Regions from separate parts of the Anser cygnoides genome. Here region 1 is linked to region 2. A link is a contact called in public Hi-C data. All regions are on one chromosome and are shown on one strand. The core of a region is the stretch at or near the end of the contact, and the rest is flanking DNA. Distances in the headings are between cores, read along the strand shown. Region 1 overlaps PLXNA4 (plexin A4). Region 2 holds the start of PLXNA4 (plexin A4).

Region 1 (6,509 bases), core at 1,446-3,945, 77 kb after region 2:
TTTATTTATTTAGACTCTTGTTTGAAGAAAACTTGATGGGCCTCAGAGGGCCGGAGCTGAGCGGCTGCGGAGAAGGAGCGAAAGCAAAGCACTGGCGATCTGCTTGGCGTAGGGAAATTTGGGAAATTCAGGAAATTTCAGGAAAAGACTTCGAAAATACCTCCAGGGATCGAGCCTGTGCATGGGGAGAGGGATGAGCTGGTGGAGGAGGTGACGGCTGTGCCAAGGATTAGCTGGAGAGGGAAGGTAATCCCAAACCAACGGGTGGGCTTGCCTGAACCCAGGGGATGGAGAACCCTTCTCAAGCGAGCGATTAATCTGCCGAGGTGCCAATATTTTCACAGCAGAGCTGTTTGTTTTGGACGGGTGTAAGAGCTGTGTTTGTTTTAACTACGTGGGTAACATCCTGGAGCGAACAGCACCAGGGACTTCTGCCCACGCTGGGAGAGAGGTGCTCTGCAGATCGTGGTGCTGAAGTACTGCATCTTTTTTGGGAAAGTGTTGGTGGGAGGAGGGGAATGGAAATTTCTTTCTCACCTGCTTCCATCGAGCTTTCTGCACCGCTGCTCACACCTCAGTTATCTCCACTACATTTTTTTTATTTCTTTTTTCTCCCCTTCGAACTCCTCCCCACCAACTGTGCCAGCTCCCGAGGAAATAAAGCCTGGCCTGACACATTTCTGTCTGCGGCTCTCCTCCTGCATGGCTGGGCTTCTCTCACCTACCTGCTGGGCAGAGCAGGCGTGGGAACAGCTTCACTCGGTGCTCTGCTTTCTGTGCTTGTGCAGCGTGACCCCACGCCGAGCCCTCCGGGGTGGCACGTTGGGGCAAGCCAAGGGAGCTCCTTCCCCTGGAGGCAGGGAGATGGGGCAGGAGGAGGGGAACAACACCCTTCACACGGTGTTTCAGGGGATGCTGCCTGAATTTGCTGCTTGGATGATGTTTCCAGCAGCTGGGCACTTGAGGGTAGGTGTTTCTGCAGGTCAGATGCAGGACGGAGCTGGGGAAACTCAGCTTGTGCTGCCCCACGACCAAGCTCTTGGCCATGCTTGGTCTTTCTTTGTCTCATCACCCTTAGGACAACAACAGCATCTTCCTGACTGTCTCACATATGGCTGCTCTTATTTCATCTTCGTACAAATCATACCTTAACACGCAGCCTTAAGAGACTTTTTCCATCCAAAGAACCTCCCAGACCTGTCCTGGATGCTCCTGGGGCCTTTGTGATACCAAGCAGAGGAGAAGCAATGCAGCAGGGGCTCCTGATGATCCCGCTGGGGAAGCCCTTGGGTGCCAGCCCTCCCTCTCTTCACATCCCATTGTTTGAAAGCCGGCTGCAAGCAGCGAGCGAGCCGCCGTGGCTGGCAGCGCTGTGCAAACGCCCTGTGCTCGCACTGCTGTTTTACATTGATAATTCATCCCGAGATCAGCGTTTAGAATTAATTCAATTAAAGGGGCCTCATCACTCATTTATGAGGAAGGGAAGGCTCATAAATAGCTGTAGGAGGGGAACGTCTCTGCGCGCGCCGTGCTAGGGAAGGAATTCATTTCTAGCTGGGTACGGGGCCCGTGGTGTCTGCTGGCTGGTGGTGGGGACCTGGACATCCCTTGGGATGCTAAGGACATTAGATTGGGGTGCTGGTTTATCAACAGTCCAGACACTGAGCTCTGCTTTTACCTCTAGATGTGGTGTTTCTGGATCAAACCCAAGCCGTACTGTTAGGGCAGGGCTGTGCAGGGGTCCTTCATGGGTGTGCACATGCATCCATCCCCAAAATCACCAGCTCAGCCCCTCTCCTCACTCGTGTATACACGTGGGTGACAGCCCCAATACTTCTCTGCCTTTTCAGCTAGCTATGTGATCCAAGAGGTGCTGTTCTGTGGCTTACAGGACCGTATTTTGCTCCTCCTGAATTTTAGCGCTCTGTCACTGTCCCAGCTGGCTTTGTGAAGGTATCGTGAGTTGCTGTTTAGCTGGAATGGACAGCATGGGACACACATCGGGTGAAGGAAGGGATCTGGTCACACTCTGCACTCAAAGCCCTACATCACAGCGACCATCAAAGGAAGACCTCTTTGCTCTTTCTTTTTCTACCTTGAGTCTTTACAATCGCAGCTGTTCCCACCATCAAAGGGAGCTTTTCCACCTGGGGGTTTGGACTCATACCACTTGATAGCTCTTGAGCTTTCTAAACACATAGCAAGGATTTTCGGCTCACGATCCTTCTCCTGGGGTGAGCTGGCTAGGTCTGGAACTGCTTTATTTTTGTGTTTGGGTCAGATTAAATTGTCTGGGCCTTGGGAAACTTGCCTGGCTGTGCTAGGGTGAGCCTTGAACCCCAGTGCCCTCGAGATCGGGGTAAACGTGCTTGGGAAATCAAAGTCCACCAAATGTCAACAGATGGCTCATATTACCCCGTGGGAAAAGCTGCCCAGGAAAAGAATTTCTGGATGATTCTGCCTCAAATGCCTTTCACCCTCCTTTTGCAATGGGTTTACCTTTCACCTTTCAAGGGTGTGAAGCACCTTGCTGAGCCCAGGTCAGGGTGGCAGCTGCAGGCATCCCAAATTTCCTAAAACTGCCTCGCCAGGGAGCTGTTCCTGGTCTCGGTCCTTTTCCTTCCTTATATCTGGGTAGAAACATATTTTGACAGGCCAGTGATGCAGAAAATAACTTGCTGCTCTCCAACTGTTGCATCCCTTGACCCCAATTAGAATGTGGTGCATGTAGAAGTGTCAGCCTCTGGCTTCCTCTCCGCTCCCCATCCCCCTGACCAAAATTCCCATTACAAAGATGACACCTGAGTACTTCACCGAGAAGGGGGGGGGGGCTGGAAATCAGCAGTGACCAGAGAACCAGGGTGGATATGCAGTCCCGCTCATCTGGTGTTTTTCTGGCCTTCCTTTCGGGAGAAGGTGCAGGAGAATTCCAACCTGTGGGAGTATTTCCCCTTGACCAGTTATATGGGGTTGGCTTATGTCTTGCAACACGGAGCTGTATGCCCCTTGCAGATCTCCAGTTTGGTCTTAGAGCATTTCTTTTCAACAGTTAGAAGATGAAGCTGTGAGGGAGCCCATGGGCTGTGAGTGAAGCAGTGTGTGGGATGCTCTTATGGGGCTCAGGTCAGGACCCATTATATAGGGTTGCTTTACACCTTGCAACACGAAGCTATACGTCCCTTACAGATCTCCAGTTTGGTTTTGGAACATTTCTTTTCAACAATTAATAAGCTGAAGCTGTGCAGGATGAGTGAGGGAGCCCATGGGCTGTGAACGAAGCAGTGCATGGGATGCTGTTATGGGGTTCAGGTCCATCCAAGGCTGCGTTCCTCCATTCCCCCACATTGCTGCCTTTTGCACAGAAGACCCATCAGTAGCTCCCCTCCCTGGGGATGCCTGGTCTTCTGTTAGCTAATAAGCATGGTGTGACAGCTCGTGGCATCTCCCAGGACAAGAGAGCAGAAAATGGGACTAGCCTTGTGCCTGAGACGGATCCAGATCTGCCTCCCCCTGCTTTGGATGTCGAGCTGTCGGTGCGGCGTGTCGGGTGAGTTTCAAATCGCTGCTCCGTGTGCTCCCTGATGCTTGTATCAGGTTATCTGTGTGTGACTCGGTGTGTGACTCGGTGGGATGGGAGCACAGGGCTCCAGACTGTGACTCATTCAGTCTTTTCCCACCGCTGCTGTAATTCAAGTGGAAAGCTCAGAAGATGGTAAAACCTTCGGGCACGTTAAAGATGCCAAGCCTTTAAGTGCATGTGAATGAACCCAGAGCTCATTTTGAACTTTGCAAAACAGGGTAGGCTTGCTGTGATCTTATTGCCTCTGCCTGTTGTGGAGTATCATTCTCCTTGGAAGTGACTGTGCAGTGGTGCTGTTCTCCGCACGCATTTCTAAGTCCCTAATATCGAGGGGGCAGTTGCACAGAGATCAGTGAGAAAGGCATCAGGACTCCTCCTCAATAAAACCCCACATCCAGCATTTAATTAGCACGAGGAAGGGTGTTGGAGGCATTCAGCAGGGTGCTTCTCTCTTCCTTTGTTGCCCTGGGACTCTGTGACTTGATTTATTTTGTTAGGGTTAACTCAGGACAAGTGCAGGGAAAGGGAGCTGGGCATACAGAGTGCAACCCTTCATAAATGTGCCTCCCCTTGATGGGGGGTGTCCCTCCTCATTGAAGGGGCCAAAGCTGGAAAGTCCTCTTTCCTTCAGATGACAAAACTCCCTGCAAAGGTCATTACATGCAGCACTGCAGTGACTTTTCTTGGTCCTGACGAAGCTGAGTTTCTAATAAGTCTGGTCATCCTGACTTTCTGTGCAGGGTAGGGCACCAAGACGGTCCTTCATCCAAGTCTTGGCATTGGCTGTCCTGCTCAAGAACTTGCTGGGAGTCGAGGGTGGTTTCAGAAGTCCTCTAGTGCCGTGGGAGAGGAGATCCCCTGGGAAACTCAGCGAAGAAAATCCATCTATCACCAGAAAGCTGTTACATCACATACTCTGTTGGGACGAGTGGCAGCTAAAGATCTGCTTAATAATTTGTGCCACAGGGGAGTAAAAAAATAACGTGGTAGGACAGAGTAGAGCCCTCTGAGCCGATTGGTCACCTCCTTTGTTTTCTTCTGCGGTCTACATTGGGAGGCTATGGCCAGCTGAAGAAGGATGCTGGTGTGAAGAAGGTTCAGCCACATCCCCAACCTTTATTTTTTTTTTCCTTTTGAGTCTTCCCCAGAGATGGTAACCTGAAACAGAGAGAGGAAAGCTGTTCTTGCAAACAGAGCTGTCAACAAAACAGTGCCCCTGCTTGCTGTTCTGAAGGGCTTGGATCAGGGTGAAAAACTGTAGCAGTGTTTATTTTAGAGGACATAAGCTTTAAGCTGAATAGATATATAAATATATATATTTTTGGCTGATAGTAATCAGGGATTTTTTCCCCCTTAAATAAGAAAATAACCGCCCAATCTTCAGGTTCATTTTAACATGAAAAATGTTGGTTGCTTGACAGTTGTTTGAAAAAAAAGATTTTTGGATGAAAAACTAAAGAATGACTCAAAAGTTGATTAAGAAGGAGGGGAGATACAAAGTCAAAGTTTTCTAGCTGGAAAGAGTGATTTATTATCCGGCTATCTTTGCAAATGACAAAATAACTAATTAGATACAATTCATCATCAGAACTTGAAGCTGCCACTGGAATAAGTTAGAAGATTTTTATGAACAATTCCTAGTCTCAAATCCTGATCTAAATGTAGCATAGCGTGTATGGAGAGTTAGTCAAATGCACCAAGACACTGGGAAGGGCTTAATAAGATTCTGAAATTCTGCCCCCCATAGAGTTTTTTTCTAATGAAGGATTTGAAAAGGGCATTTTAGAATGATGTTTTATACGGTAGCAGTCTTTTCCCATAAAACATCAGCTATAATAATTATTTTTATGCAGATCCCGAGGCACAGAGAGATTAAATGACTTTCTCAAGGTCAGACAGCAAGTCAGAGGCAGAACCAGTGAATGAAAGAGAGTCCTGATTCGGGGGCCGTGGCTTCCACAAGTGCTCCTCACGTCTTTCGTCACCGAAGCTAGATGCACCCAGTCTTCAAGGTCCTGATGTCCCAGCATCTATTGTTTCTCCATGAGGGATGCAGCCCTGGGAGAAGGTGACATGCTCCCAACCATGTCTGGTTGATCCTTGAGATGAGCGTGAAACTAGTGATGAGTACATTTTCCTTGCTGAGTCAGCTCCCTGGGGACAGTTGCGATGAACACTTTCTAATTGGCTGTGTTGCCAGTTGGTGTGTTGGGAGAAAGTTGTGCAAAGGGGTCAGGTGGAGGCATTCCTGCATGGTTTTTCCCTGATAAAGGCTCAGGCTTAATTTTAAATGCCCACTGGATGATACGCATTGGCTTCCCGGGGTGACAAGGGATAACTCGGAAATTAGTTAGCCTTGTAGCCTTAAGCATTCCAGCATTTCCACCAGTAAAAACTTGTGTAATGGTGAACTTTGCATTTCTGCTGCTTCTGGCCAGTCCTGGGGTAGGGATTTGCATTCTAGTGATTTTGCAAATCTTTCTGACCAGCCTTGTTTGGCCTCACCATGTCCCAGGGGACTGATGAACTGAAGCAGTTACACGCTTGTTAGGTGAAGTCGGGTAAGTTGACTGCATTCCTCTCTGGGCTTTGTTTGTGCCTTCTGATATCCCTCCCTGAATTATTAGCTATGGAAAAGAATTATTGCTAAGAGGTTGTAGCTTGTTTAGTCTCCTGGTCATTGCAGGTTTGCTTCCAAACATGTTTTGTTCCATTTTAAGTGGCTCAAAGGCTGGGCCTCCCAACAATTCCCCTGGGCCTCTCTCCTGCAGTCTGATAGATCTCTCTGTCAGGAAGTTATTCCTCATACTCAGGCTACTTCTTATCAGTCTGTCACTTTTTCAACTCATTGGGCTAATAGTTTTCCCATTACAAGAGCTGTCTCTCCATGTCCTTTCGCCCCCGCCTCCCCAGGGAAACCTCTTTCTTC
Region 2 (6,474 bases), core at 3,444-5,943:
GTGTTTCTGTCTCATTTTGTATTGACATCACCCTTGCCGAGGCTGGTAAAACTGCTGCAAAGCTGATAGCATGACAACCCCGACAGCCAGCACCCAGACAGGGAACTGCCTTTTGGGGCAGAGCTGATCCCATCCCTTCTCAGGGTGTCAGGAATGCTAATGCACAGCATTAAAACAACTCCTAATTAATTTTTCCACCTTCCAAAACATGATAAAGACATCCTTTGTCAGCATCAGGGGCAGTGACAGCCACCCGGAGAGCCCAATTCTTGCAGGTGTCAGCAGAGGAGGGGAGGTTACTCAAACCTCCAACGCCTGAAAGACTGCAGGGCACGGAGAGTGGTGAAAAAAGACCTGGAGGAAGAAGCTCTTCAGCCAGCAGCCCCCTCCCTGGGCTTTTTTTGGGGAAGATTTCGCCCTGCTGCGGGGATGTGCAGGGCTGCCACGAAGCGCGGCCGCTGCAGGTGGCGCTGCAATGTAGGGATTGTGCTCGGCACAAGCCCCGAGCCCGAGAAGCGGCTCCTTGAGCAGCTTAAACCCCGGGCTGCTTTAACAAATTTATGAAATGGCGGGGGGGGGGACACCAGATAAACTTATTGCACAACCCTCTTTTTCTTTTTCTTTTTCTTTTTCTTTTTCTTTTTCTTTTTCTTTTTCTTTTTCTTTTTCTTTTTCTTTTTCTTTTTCTTTTTCTTTTTCTTTTTCTTTTTCTTTTTCTTTTTCTTTTTCTTTTTCTTTTTCTTTTTCTTTTTCTTTTTCTTTTTCTTTTTCTTTTTCTTTTTCTTTTTCTTTTTCTTTTTTCTTTTTCTTTTTCTTTTTCTTTTTCTTTTTCTTTTTCTTTTTCTTTTTCTTTTTCTTTTTCTTTTTCTTTTTCTTTTTCTTTTTCTTTTTCTTTTTCTTTTTCTTTTTCTTTTTCTTTTTCTTTTTCTTTTTCTTTTTCTTTTCTTTTTTCTTTTTCTTTTTCTTTTTCTTTTCTTTTTCTTTTTCTTTTTCTTTTTCTTTTTCTTTTTCTTTTTCTTTTTCTTTTTCTTTTTCTTTTTCTTTTTCTTTTTTTTTTCTTTTTCTTTTTCTTTTTCTTTTTCTTTTTCTTTTTCTTTTTCTTTTTCTTTTTCTTTTTCTTTTTCTTTTTTCTTTTTCTTTTTTCTTTTTCTTTTTTCTTTTTCTTTTTTCTTTTTCTTTTTTCTTCCTCTTCCTCTTCCTCTTCCTCTTCCTCTTCCTCTTCCTCTTCCTCTTCCTCTTCCTCTTCCTCTTCCTCTTCCTCTTCCTCTTCCTCTTCCTCTTCCTCTTCCTCTTCCTCTTCCTCTTCCTCTTCCTCTTCCTCTTCCTCTTCCTCTTCCTCTTCCTCTTCCTCTTCTTTCTTTCTCTTTCCCTTTCCCTTTCCCTTTCCCTTTCCCTTTCCCTTTCCCTTTCCCTTTCCCTTTCCCTTTCCCTTTCCCTTTCCCTTTCCCTTTCCCTTTCCCTTTCCCTTTCCCTTTCCCTCTCCCTCTCCCTCTCCCTCTCCCTCTCCCTCTCCCTCTCCCTCTCCCTCTCCCTCTCCCTCTCCCTCTCCCTCTCCCTTTCCCTTTCCCTTTCCCTTTCCTTTTCCCTTTCCCTTTCCCTTTCCCTTTCCCTTTCCCCTTCCCTTTCCCTTTTCTATGCTCTGTCATTGGGGCCAGTTGAGTCTTAAAGCATGTGGCTGTACACCCACAATAAAAATACATGTTTTCTGTGATCTGAGGCATTGGGTGTTGTTGGAAATGATCCCTGTGTGTGGCTCGGGTAACAAGGCATGAAATGAAACGGGCGTGTGCTGTTTGCCACCGTGCTGCTTGCTGGTGAAGGGCTGAAGTGATGCTGGTAGCATCTGGGACACTGTGAGAAATGGGAGACCAAAGGGTATTTGGGGACAGCAGCTGGGGGAAACGGGTCACTGCAGCTTGGCTGCATGAAAGCAACTTGCTTTTGGCTCTTCCCAGATGATGCTGAGGGCAGCTTTGAAGCTGTCTGGTGCTGAGCCCAGCTGAGTTTTCAGGTGTCCAGAGACACCTGTGATCTCTGCCATCACTGCAGCCCTGGGTGAAATATCCCATGGAAAACAGTGAGGTGAGCCTGGGTTCCCCTTGTCCTTGGGTCCTTTTTCTGCAGCTACTCACAATTTTTGTGGAGGGGGCATTTGGGTTTTCCAGCCCTAGCCCTCCTCCAGCCCCACTGCCTAGTTCACAGAAAGGCCTATAAATAAAGTCTCATTTGTCACTCCTGTATGAACCCAGGGATATAGATTCATGTCATTGTCTTAAGAAGTGGAAAGAGTTTGTATTAATTTCTTCCTCCCTGCCAGATAGTGGGAAGTAATCCCGGCATATCCAGATTATCCCTTTTCAGCGGAACAGCCCGGTTTTAAATGCAAGACCAAATTTTCCTGAGATTTTCATATGTTTTATTAAATGGAGCTGCAAGCTAGACTGGACATTAAATAATACTGTACTGCTCACAACAGCAGTGATCTTTAGAGGTTACTAACCTGCCATTGTATCTTTCAGATTTCCGTCTCGCTCTTCCGTTGTCATTTTGCTGTGTTATTACTCTTCAGGCTTCACATAGCATTCATTTCTCTGAATGAAAACAAATGACTTCTTGCGAGAGGCAGGAGATAAAGAATAATAAATACATTTTATGCACCACCTTAAAAAAAGGGCTCTGAATCCCCATCCATCCATCAGGAAATGTAAACCAGAGCTCAGGCAAAACACACACGCGCACACAGGCACGCGCCAGGGAGATAAAACTTGTTTTAAGGAAAACATGACATTGTTTAAAAATAAATATCTCGGAGGATGCAAATAGGCAGCCCCCGGCCCCCGTGTTTTGTGGCATAAATTTGAGATAATTAAAAATACAAAGCTTGGATTAATCCTTGCTTTCTGTGAATGGCAGAAGCCACGGGGAAGAGGGGGAGCCCTGCTGTGCTTGGTGCTGTACAATGCACCTCCGAGGGGCAAGCCCTGCCTCCGAGCACGGAGCTGCTGGCTGCAAGCACCGGGACCCCCTTCACCACCCAGCCCTGTACCCCGCTGGATGCCTCCATCATGCATAGGGTTTGGGGGAGCAGCAGGAGCACCCCTAGGATTTTCCCCTCCCTGTGTTGATGTGAGCATGGCCAACAGCCCTACAAGCAGAGGAGGGTTTCCCATTTGGATCCCTCTTTGCTCGCCCTCTTTGCTGCCCATCATCACAGTGTCTGGGCTCCCAACTGCCAACACCCCCTGAGCATCTCTTCCCTTCCCAAAAGCTGCTCTGCTCTGCTTTTGGCTGGAGGGGAACCCAGGGTCTACTCCGTGGGGCAGCCAGGGCAGCAGCCGGCTGGACACAAAACTCCATCACTATGCACTAACAGCCTTCAAAAAAAAATAAAAAAAAAATAAAAAAAATACTATTATTCCTACTGCTGCCAGGAATTAAGAGAAGACCCGGAGAGCAGAGCAGCCTGCAGCCGCTCTCTAGGATTACTGCTCACCCAAGCTGCGGGATTGATCTTCCTCCGAGCCCCCCCACGCCCGCTCTGCGGGGCTCCCCTCCTCGTTTTGTCCTAGCCGGAGGAGAGCAGCGGGGCACGGGGTGGGGAAGGAGGAGAGATGAGGATGCCAACCAGAGCCGAGATGCCGGGAAGGGTTTTTCTGGGGATGGAGGAGCCAGCAAGACGCGTTTGATTATTCCTTGAGATTATTTTTTTTCTTTCTCTTTCTCTCTTTTTTTTTTTTTTTCTCTTTTTGGGCAGAGACATTTCCCAATTAGCCCAATCAGGCTCGGAGATCCTAGGTGTCAGTAGTGAGTAGGGAGCGAGGGAAGGCACCGGCAGGAATCGAGGCAGAGCAGCCCGAGTTGCTGCCGTGGGAGAGCGGCGGCGGCGCTCGCAGCCCCCGGGCGCGCTCGGAGGCGGCGGCCCCGCTCCTGTCCCCGTCCCCGTCCCCGTCCCCGTCCCCGTCCCCGTCCCCGTCCCCGTCCCCATCCCCTGCAAACTCCGGGACGAGGAAAAGCAGCTTCGGGTCCCCCTCCGGCGACAACCTTCGCCCCCTCCGCTTTCTCCCCTCTCACAGAGGTGGGTGGGCTTGGGGAAAGGAGGAGCAACTGGCCACTCTCTGAAAAAAAAAAAAAAAGAAAAAAAAAAAAAGAGAAACGTAAGAGGATTTTTATTCCCGCTTTTATTTATTTTTTAATAATAATTATTATTATTATCCCTCCCGGGCGTGCTGGGCTGGTGCTCCCACACCTCTCCGAGTATTTCCTTTTTTTGGGGGGGAGTGGGAAAAGAGGGGTGTGTGCGTGTTTGCAAAAGAGCCTGGGTGTCAAAGCCCGCTCGGCAGCCACCATTGGCGAGGAGGAAGGGCTGGCTGGGGAGGAAGGGCTGGCGAGACAGCCGCAGTGCGAGCCCTCCCCGGCGGGCAGGAGGCGGCCGCGGAGCCGGGCATGGCCCCGGAGCGCATCCCCCGCTCGGCTCCTGGGTCCCCCCCTCCGTGCTCGATTTAGAGGCTGGGGAGGGGGGGGGAAGGAAGGGAAGGAAGGGCCGGGGGAAGGTGGGAGGGGGTTGATTTGGGGAAGGAGGGGGGGGGGTGGGGGGGGGTGGGGGGGGAGTGAGAAGTGGAGCTGCGTTTTTTTCTTCTCCCCCCCCCCCCCCCCCCCACTCCCCCCCCCCCCACCCCTCTGGGCGAGCCAGACGCGGTTTGCCCAGTGCAGGGAGAGGGGCTCTCCGCGTTCCGCCTCCGTGGAGTATTTGGGATTGGAGAGAGAGAGAGAGAGACACACGCACACGCACACACACACACACACACACAGACCATCTGCAGTGTCAATGCGGCGCCTGCTCTGAAGACTGAAGTGGGGGGAAAGGAGAGGAAAAAAAAATATATATATATATATTTAAAAAATAATAATAATAAACCCACCCAAAGCAAGCCAGGAGCTTTCCCAGGTAAGGAACCCCCCCCCCCTCGCCCTGCTCGGGAAGCGGGGAGCGGAGGGAGGATGCCCCGGAGGATGCCCCGGAGGGCTTGCGGGGCTGCAGCGGTACCTGCCCTGCACACCTGGGCAAGGCTCCCAGGAGGAGTGTGTTCCCCCCCCCCCCCCCCGGTGCTTTTTTCCACCCCCCCGGGTCGTGGGGAGGGGGTCGGGGCTGTCGGGCAGGGACCCGCAGAGCCGGGGGGGCTCGGGCACGGCCCCTCCGCTGCTCGCAGCTCGGGAGGATGCTCGTGGGGGGTGGCAGCGGGGAGCCCCCGTGTCCCCCACCCTCCACATCCCCATCGAGGGGGGGGTGGTGGAAGCGTTGTTCGCGTGCCCCCCCCCCCCCCCCCCCCTTCCCAAAACCCAGATATTTTGGTCCCCGGTGGCTTTTTTTCCCCAGGCACAAAGCTCAACTTTTCTCCCCCGAGGAAGCGGCTTCAGCGCTGCAACCTGTCCCTAACCACCCCCTCCCCGGCCACCTCAACCCCCCCCCGGGGGGGTTATTCCCCTCCCTCGGTGCCCCAGTGCCTCCCCCGGGCTGGAGGCATTCGCAAACTTTTCCTTCTCCCGACGAGGTTGCAGCTGGACGGGGCTGGAGGCAGAGCCCTTTTCTCGGGGAGGATCGGCCTCCCCCAAAAAAAGGCTGACCGACGGACGGGGGGACAGAGGGGCCACCCCCATCGGGGAACACCGTGTTGGGAAGGGGGGGGATCCCCGCCGTTCCCCTTCCCGCAAGGTGCCGGGGAGTTGGGCTGCCGAAATCCCGGCTGCGGAGTCAGCGCTGTAAAAACCTCCCTCCCTCCCTCCCTCCGTGTGTGTGTGTGTGTGTGTGCTGCAACCGAAACCTGCCTATTGATGCTCCGCGTTTATCAGACATATGCCCCTAAATTATGCAGACAGGGAGAAGTGATCTAAACACCGAGCCGCACATGGTTTCGGTGGAAATATAATACTCCGGCAGCAGATGAGTTCCTCCCAGATAAACAAACCCACTTGCTCAGCCCCAGCAGGGCTGAGCGCTGTTTGGGTTTGGAGTGGCTGCATGTGGCTGCTGCATCCCCAGCCCAGAGGAAACCTGCCTGCTGGAGCCCCATCTGCTCCCCGCTCTGGCAAAGGGACGCAGCCCTCGCCTTGCTGGATTCGGGTGTAGGACCGGCACGACTCTCCTTGGCAGAAGGGACCAGGTGGGAAGCGTGTGGCCGCGCTCCTCTCCCTTCAACTTCCACCCCGCGTCTGGCTCCGCTTCGCCCTGCAGCCTCGCCGCCGGGCAGCCAGCGGCAGCCGTGCCACGGAGCTGGCTGGAAACGCACCTGGGTCTTCCGCGGCTTCCCTCCGGCGCCTGGGATGTGAGGTTTTGGGTATGGGAGGATGATCGGGTCAGGGGGGAGAGCGATGCTGGGAGGGAGGTTTGCACCGGGACCCCCAGGATGCTTTTACTGCAGGGGAACAGTGACGGTGTCAGGGGATTTTTGCAGCCGATGCGACTGCTTGCAGCCTGCT

Evidence for each region. A called contact is a pair of places that touch in the nucleus more often than the background predicts.
Region 1: a contact with region 2 is called in a Hi-C map of liver, with 5 times the contacts expected there. The contact joins the enhancer-like site here to the promoter of PLXNA4 in region 2. A contact is called at or near these places in 2 of 7 Hi-C or Micro-C datasets (both in liver).

Annotation. Positions count from the first base shown.
Region 1 is chr1:2,909,091-2,915,599 of Taihu_goose_T2T_genome, forward strand. All of the region lies in intron 3 of PLXNA4 (plexin A4), which reads left to right. Among named protein-coding and RNA genes, the nearest start is that of PLXNA4, 77 kb to the left of the region's middle. Within about 2 kb of position 2,696, at least 2 of the 3 cell types and tissues checked have open chromatin away from gene starts, as enhancers often do. A contact at or near this core is called in liver, where this site is marked.
Region 2 is chr1:2,830,308-2,836,781 of Taihu_goose_T2T_genome, forward strand. It overlaps PLXNA4 (plexin A4), which reads left to right and starts at 4,694. Exons shown (of 32, transcript XM_067001227.1): 1 at 4,694-4,945.